Regions from separate parts of the Mus musculus genome. Here region 2 is linked to region 1. Evidence: chromatin contacts called from public HiChIP or PLAC-seq data. All regions are on one chromosome and are shown on one strand. Each heading gives the region's core, a stretch centred on a gene start, on an enhancer-like site or on the middle of the called end of the contact. The rest is flanking DNA. Distances are from core to core; before and after follow the strand shown.

Region 1 (3,387 bases), core at 784-3,283:
TCCTTGGCTGGTAGGTGGGCATGTGCTGAGAAGAAGGAAGAGGGAGGGAAAAAGGGAGAAAAGGAGAGAGGGAGAGAAATGGGAGGAGGGATGGGGGGGAGTGACCCGGGCACAGAACTTGCTGTTTAGGAACAGGTGGCACGATGACATTTTATAGGAACACGGAGAAATAAAAGGAGGCAGGGAGTATAGAGCAATGTAGAATTCTTGCCTGGCACACACACGCCATGGTACAAGGCTTCACCACAAAAGTAAACAAAGAGACATAATAAACAACAAATGCTTGTCCACAGGGCAGCAGGAGGAAAGGCATTACAATGCTTCCTACAGGTCGAGGAGTATAGTTGACACACCAAGACAAAACAAAAAGGTCAAAAGAGGAGATGAGAGACGTTTTATGGGCATAAATCAAGACATCTGTGACTCTGTAAATGTGGGTATGGAAAGGAATTGAGAAACTGGAAGCACGGAGGGGCTAACTCCTCCCCCGCTGCTCTCTGCCGTGGGCAGTAGACAAGAGTCTAGTTCAACAGATTGTTACTGAAGTCAAGAGCACGTTCCTCAGCTCCTCTGCTCTGCTTCGGTTCTCAGCCTGAAGTGCCCACTTCGGGACTCATCTTTTTCTTCTTGAGCTGCTCTAGGCCCTGTGGTACCCATAACCTGAGTTATTTCCTCCCCACACCCGGACAACTGGTGCAGGTCCTGAATGTATTCTCTGCAAGGTCTGTCTAGTGATCTCACCGGTACCCATGGCTTTATCATCTCCATGATGAAGAAAAACAAATCTACCTCCCAGCCTATGGACCTCGGTCAAACTCGCCCAGTAGATACGAACCCCTTCACCTGAGCGCCTCTCCAGAAGTCACAGGCAACAAATCCAAACTGAAACTATTATTCCAAAACTATGACTTAGGTCTACCAGGTGGTCAGTCTCACTAAGCTTAGTTATGACGGTCTAGCTCAGAGTTTCTCAACCTTCCCAATGCTGTGACCCTCTGACACAGTTCCTCATGTTGTGGTGACCCCCAACCATAAAATTATTTTCCATTGCTACTTTATAACTGTAAATTTAGTGGTTATGAATCATAATGTAAATATCTGTGTTTTCTGACGATCTTAGGCGAACCCCGTGTAAAGGTCATTTGACACCTCCCCATGGGGGCTGCCACCCAAAGGTTGAGAACCTACGGTGTAGTTAATTCCTAGACTAGTCCAGGTTCCTTCCTAGCTCTTCTCTTGTACAGGATGCTCAGCCCATAAAGTTCTTCTCAATGTTTGCTTAAAAATCTCGAGTCCATAACGGACAGGAGTTATAGCACTAGGTTTTATCTGTCAAATATTTGCCATACTACCTCAACTTGACACAAGCTCCAAGAGGAAAAGGTATTTATCTGTTTCGTTCCCCACCCCCCGCCCCCTTTCAGAGTGGGTCTCCTGTAATCCAGGCTAGCCTCGAAGTCGCTATAGCTGAGGACAACCTTGAACTTCTAATCCTCCAGTCTCCATCTCAAGTGCCCAGGCTTCTTCGGTTGCGAATCTCGGCGTCTGACCGAAGGTCTGTCCCAAAGGAAGCCCTCAAGACTTTAGAATCAGTTCCAAAACACAGGCACGAATGCTCAACACAGAGCGGTCGACACTTTGCTTCCACAGCTCCCCACACAACGTCCAGTCCAGAAAAAACAAAAAACAAAAAAAACCCACTTTATCCTCCGTTAGAACCAGGGCGCGGGGAGTATTAGAGCCCAGCCGCCACTGGCAGCTGCGTCCTGATTGGCCCAGCGCCCCGCTTTCCCTTGCACTCTCTTCCCCTCCCCCGCCGGAGCCCCCGGCCGAACCCCGCCGAACACATTCGTCCCTTCTGGACCTGCCCACGCGAGCACCCTTCGGTCCTGATCCTGCCAGCCGCGCCTGGACCCACTCGAGCTCACCTGAGCGCGGAATTCTCATCTTGCTCTCCACGTCTCCGGAGTAAGTTTTAAATCGCGAGCGCCAAGCGCGGTAACCGCCGCGTGACGTCACTGGGGCGTGGTCTTTGGTGCGCCTGCGCAGGCCGCCTAGGCGGCTGGCTGATCAGAGTGGCCCCGGAAACTTGGACAGTTTTGAGTCTACGCGCGAGTGAACTAGGTGCAGCGGTGACCCAGCTGAAGACGTTTGGAAACATTCTGGCGCCGAGCGCTGGGCGCGGAGTAGGATGTGTGGATCTGGGCAGGCGAAGGCTGTGCTTTCCTAGAATCTGGATTGTAACGGGGAGGCAGGTTTCTGAGGAATCGAGGTTCTTTGCCGGTAGAAAACGCTGCCCTTATTGGAAGTTCCAGGCAGGCAAGAAGGAATGCAGAGCATTGTGTATGCACGTGTAGACTCCACCCAGAGTATTGTGTATGTATACACCCACAAGGACATTGTGTGTGCTCATGTGTACACAGGCCCCAGAGCATTGCGTTTACATGTGTATACTCTTCCAGGAGCATTGTGTATGCGTGTGTACACACACCCTAGAACATTGTGTTTACTTATGTTTATACCCCCAGTAGTTTTTATATATGTGTGTACATTTCCAAAGAGTTTTCTGTATGTGTGTGTGTGTACATGTCTATACACACACATACCAGAGCATTGTGTATGCTCTTACTTATACATGGACATACCAGAACATTGTGCAGGCATGTGTATCTGCACCAGAGCATTGTGTTCATATATCTATACACATGCATGCACACACATTTAAAACTAAATTTTTGTCCAGATTCTTGTAAAGAGCTTTTTGGAAATCATTTACCTACCATCATTTTTTTAAAAAGAGGCTGGGGTGTAGCTGTTTAGCATCCTTGACATTATTTGCCTGCCTATCAGCAGTACCCCTCATTATGGTGACCAAAACTCTGCCTTTTGTTGAAAGCTACTTTTTAAAAAAATATTTCATTTCATGTGTATGAGTGTTTTCCCTGTGTGTATGTATGTATATTTACCACATGCATGGCTGGTACCTGAGAAGATCAGAAAAGGGTGTCAGATCCTCCGGGACTGGAATGACAGATGTTTGTGAGCCACCATGTGGGTGCTGAGAATGAAACTCAGGTCCTCTGCAAGAGCAACGAGTACTCTAAACTACCTCTCTAACCCCAAAAGCTACTCTTTTTTTTTTTTTTTTTTTTTTTTTTTTTTAGTGATATTCCAGCAGTTACTTTATTATTCAGGATTTTTAAAAAAATTTTTATTAGGTATTTTCCTCATTTACATTTCCAATGCTATCCCAAAAGTCCCCCATACCCACCCCTCCACTCCCCTACCCACCCACTCCCACTTTTTGGCCTTGGCGTTCCCCTGTACTGGGGCATATAAAGTTTGCAAGTCCAATGGGCCTCTCTTTCCAGTGATGGCCGACTAGGC
Region 2 (3,115 bases), core at 185-2,684, 430 kb before region 1:
GCATGAGTGTGTGTGTGTGTGTGTGTGGACAACTCACATGTGTGTATACAACTCATGTGTGTGCGTGAGTGTGTGTGTGTGTGTGTGTTTTCCAGGAATCAAACTCAGATTGCCAAGTTTACCTGGTAAGGACTTCACGCATCTTGTTGGGCTCAGAGAAAATTTTCACTGATACACTCCAATGATGTCTCTCTTCCTTTCAGTCCTACCTCCTTCCAATTGTCAGAGCACCCCAAAATGTTCTCCATGTGTTTTATACTTATTCTCACATTCAGCTCTAAGTTTTTCTTTCCTTACTCAATTCCACAAAGCTGAGCAGAGAAAAAACATTTTCCTAAAATAATCCATCCTCAAAAAAACAATTTCTTCCTTAATTATGAGGGGGAAAAAAAAAACATTTGAGGCTTTTATCCAGTAGTTCCCAGCATTGCACGGTATCAAATCACACCAGTCTTTACTTGTCTAGGGAGAACAAATAGTATATAATTTAGTGTTGATTTTTTAAAGGAGAAATGCAAGATTTTGTTTGTTTGGTTGGTTTGGTTTTTCGAGACAGGGTTTCTCTGTGTAGCCCTGGCTGTCCTGGAACTCACTCTGTAGACCAGGCTGGCCTCGAACTCAGAAATCCGTCTGTCTCTGCCTCCCAAGTGCTGGGACTAAAGGCGTGTGCCACCACCGCCCAGCACAAGAATACCTTTGCATGTAGCTAATTGTAATGGAAACGAAACTAAGGTTTATTTTAAAGGTTGGTAGACTGGATGCTTACTACTCTTTAACGTTTAATGGCAGCCTATCTGCTAAGTATTTTCATTTTATATACTTAGTAGAGCTGTGCTTTTAGATTTGACATGCATTAAAAAGTTGGACTGTCCCAACGGATTTAGTGACCAGGGAAAACAACTCCACTCTTAAGCAATTTTTATGTCCACGAGTAGCCCATCTTTTCTCCACAAGACAACTCTCCAAAGAGTTCAAACCCCAGCTTTGTAAGACTGGTCCTTTTGGAAATGTTGACGGTGTTTGTGCAATGTGTTTTCCAAACACGTCTGTTCTTTAACCAGAGGCTTGGCTTTGGAGAATGTTTATTCCCAAGTTTTAGAAGGTATCAATCCTCTCCCCGTATTTTCCCCCTAATGTCCGATCTGACGGGAAAAATGCACTATTGAGAGGCGCCAAAATATCCTCGATTCCTCCGTGGACAGCTCCAAGTCACAATGTGACACAATCTGAACTGACTTCCACCCGGAAAAGAGACGCGCGAGGACACCGGAAGCGCAGCACGCGCGCTTCCGTCCCGCACCAGCTCAAACTGTCCTTCCGACGCATGCTCAGGCCGGTTCGGCGCTCACCCTTCCGGAGAGGGCCGCCCTGATGTCCCTCCCTACGGGACAGAAAGGCGGAGTTACAGGGTTCACTGGAAGCTCCGCCCTCGCCGTGACGTTTCGAGACGCGACCCGTCGCCACGCAATGCGAATCGGGAAGAGGGGATGAGCTGCGCTGCCGTGCGTCTGAGAGCGAAGGCTCGTTCTCCTTCTGGTGGTGGGCGATGGGCGTCAGGCGAGGAGGCCGGTGTTAGCGGAGCGCGGGCGCTGCGGTGAGTGCGGCCTGGCTCCGGCCCCGGTTCCTGGGGAAGGCGTCCTCCAGCTGCTGGTCATCCGGGAGACGAGCCCTGTCCGCGGAGGGGTGGGACAACCCCAGACAACTGGCTGGTCCAGGGAGGGCCCGACTCTTGGTCGCTCCCGTCCCCCTCCTACGGTGCCCAGCGAGTTTGATGTAGTTTGCCGGTCTCAGAGGGTGGCCTTGACCAGTTCTCCTTTCTGTTGGACACTAGACCCAACTTTGGACTCCTTCCTTTTGCTTCCTTTTTTCTCATTTTGTGCTACCTACAACCCCAGGCCTTAATACGACCATTTGTCATGTTTTCCCTATTCCCCTTTACCCGGGTCACGCATGTTTTCAGTGAAGTACAAAAATTGAGTTAAGTAAACTCACCACACTTAAAACTTCTTCAAAGAGGGCATTTTCTTTTCTTAAAAATGTTTCTTCGTTTGTAGACTTGTGGCACTGACAAGTTCCCTTCACATCTGATGTACCGAGAGAGTTGTCAACCCCAAATCACAATGATATTCCTTTACCCACAAAGCTGCAGACCCTGTTCCTATGTTTTGTTCTTGCTTTCTGCCTATGACCTTGAGTCAGTCATTCAAGAAATATTTACGTGACTCACAGAGGTGTTGCAGAATCTAAGGAGTTTCATATTTATTAAAAAGCTCTAGGGTTTCGGATCAAAACGATGCCTAGCTAAAGGGTGTAATTCTTGGTTGTTCCCCGCCACCACCCACAAGGTCTTACTATGTAAACAGGACTTGTCTCAAACTCACTGAAACCTTCCTCCCTTGGCTCCAGAGATGGATAAAACTGCATCAAGCACCACTCCTGGCAAGGGTATTCTTTTTAAATCTTAGAGTATTCTTAGTTGTGTATATTATCCTACTTCATTAAAAATTCCATGTGTTATTTTTTGGTTTTGGTGGCTTTATTCTCTTTCTTTTTTTCTTACTTTCTTTCTTTTTTTTCTCGAGACAGTTTGTCTGTGCAGCCATAGCTATTATGGAACTCACTCTAAACCACGATTGCCCTTGATCTCAAAGTTCTGCCTGCCTTTGCCTCCCGAGTGCTGCCCACCACTGCCAGGCTCGGTGTATTGTTGGTGGTGGTAGTTTTTGGTTTTTGTTTCTGTTTTAAAGATATCTGCTTTTTTTTTAGTATTTCACTCTTTCTGTTTAAGACTCCCTGGTGAAAGTCAATCATGTTGGATTTAGGTAGTTTCTCATCTATAGAGCACTGGCCTAATTAAGGTGCTGTTGGCTGTATGTATGCTTATTTAAGAATATGAATTAGTATATAACTTAATTATGCCACTGTATCACTGTTGATCCTAAAATGTATATTCCTGCTCTTTTGCCCAGATATTGGGCATTGCACGGATCTTGCAGTAGTAATGTAAGCCTGTGAGGAATGAATAATGAATAGCTTGTGACTTGTAGTTTTTGAGATAACAATGGATAAGATAAACTAACAAAAATATTTAAGGTTTTCTTTTTATTCTTTAACT

What was found. HiChIP or PLAC-seq counts read pairs in DNA pulled down with a chosen protein or histone mark.
Region 2: a contact with region 1 is called in an H3K4me3 HiChIP or PLAC-seq map of craniofacial prominence, with 5 times the contacts expected there. The contact joins the promoter of Usp8 here to the promoter of Ncaph in region 1. A contact is called at or near these places in 6 of 39 promoter capture datasets (cranial neural crest, embryonic stem cells, liver and 2 more) and 7 of 115 datasets of contacts at active chromatin or transcription factors (the SCID.adh cell line, craniofacial prominence, effector CD8 T cells and 3 more).

What each region holds. Positions count from the first base shown.
Region 1 is chr2:127,131,921-127,135,307 of GRCm38.p6, forward strand. Ncaph (non-SMC condensin I complex, subunit H) reads right to left here and starts at 2,034. Exons shown (of 18, transcript NM_144818.3): 1 at 1,929-2,034. The coding sequence starts at 1,947. It overlaps Gm35347 (a long non-coding RNA gene), which reads left to right and starts at 2,033. Exons shown (of 3, transcript XR_374955.4): 1 at 2,033-2,376.
Region 2 is chr2:126,705,894-126,709,008 of GRCm38.p6, forward strand. Usp8 (ubiquitin specific peptidase 8) reads left to right here and starts at 1,435. Exons shown (of 19, transcript NM_019729.3): 1 at 1,435-1,594.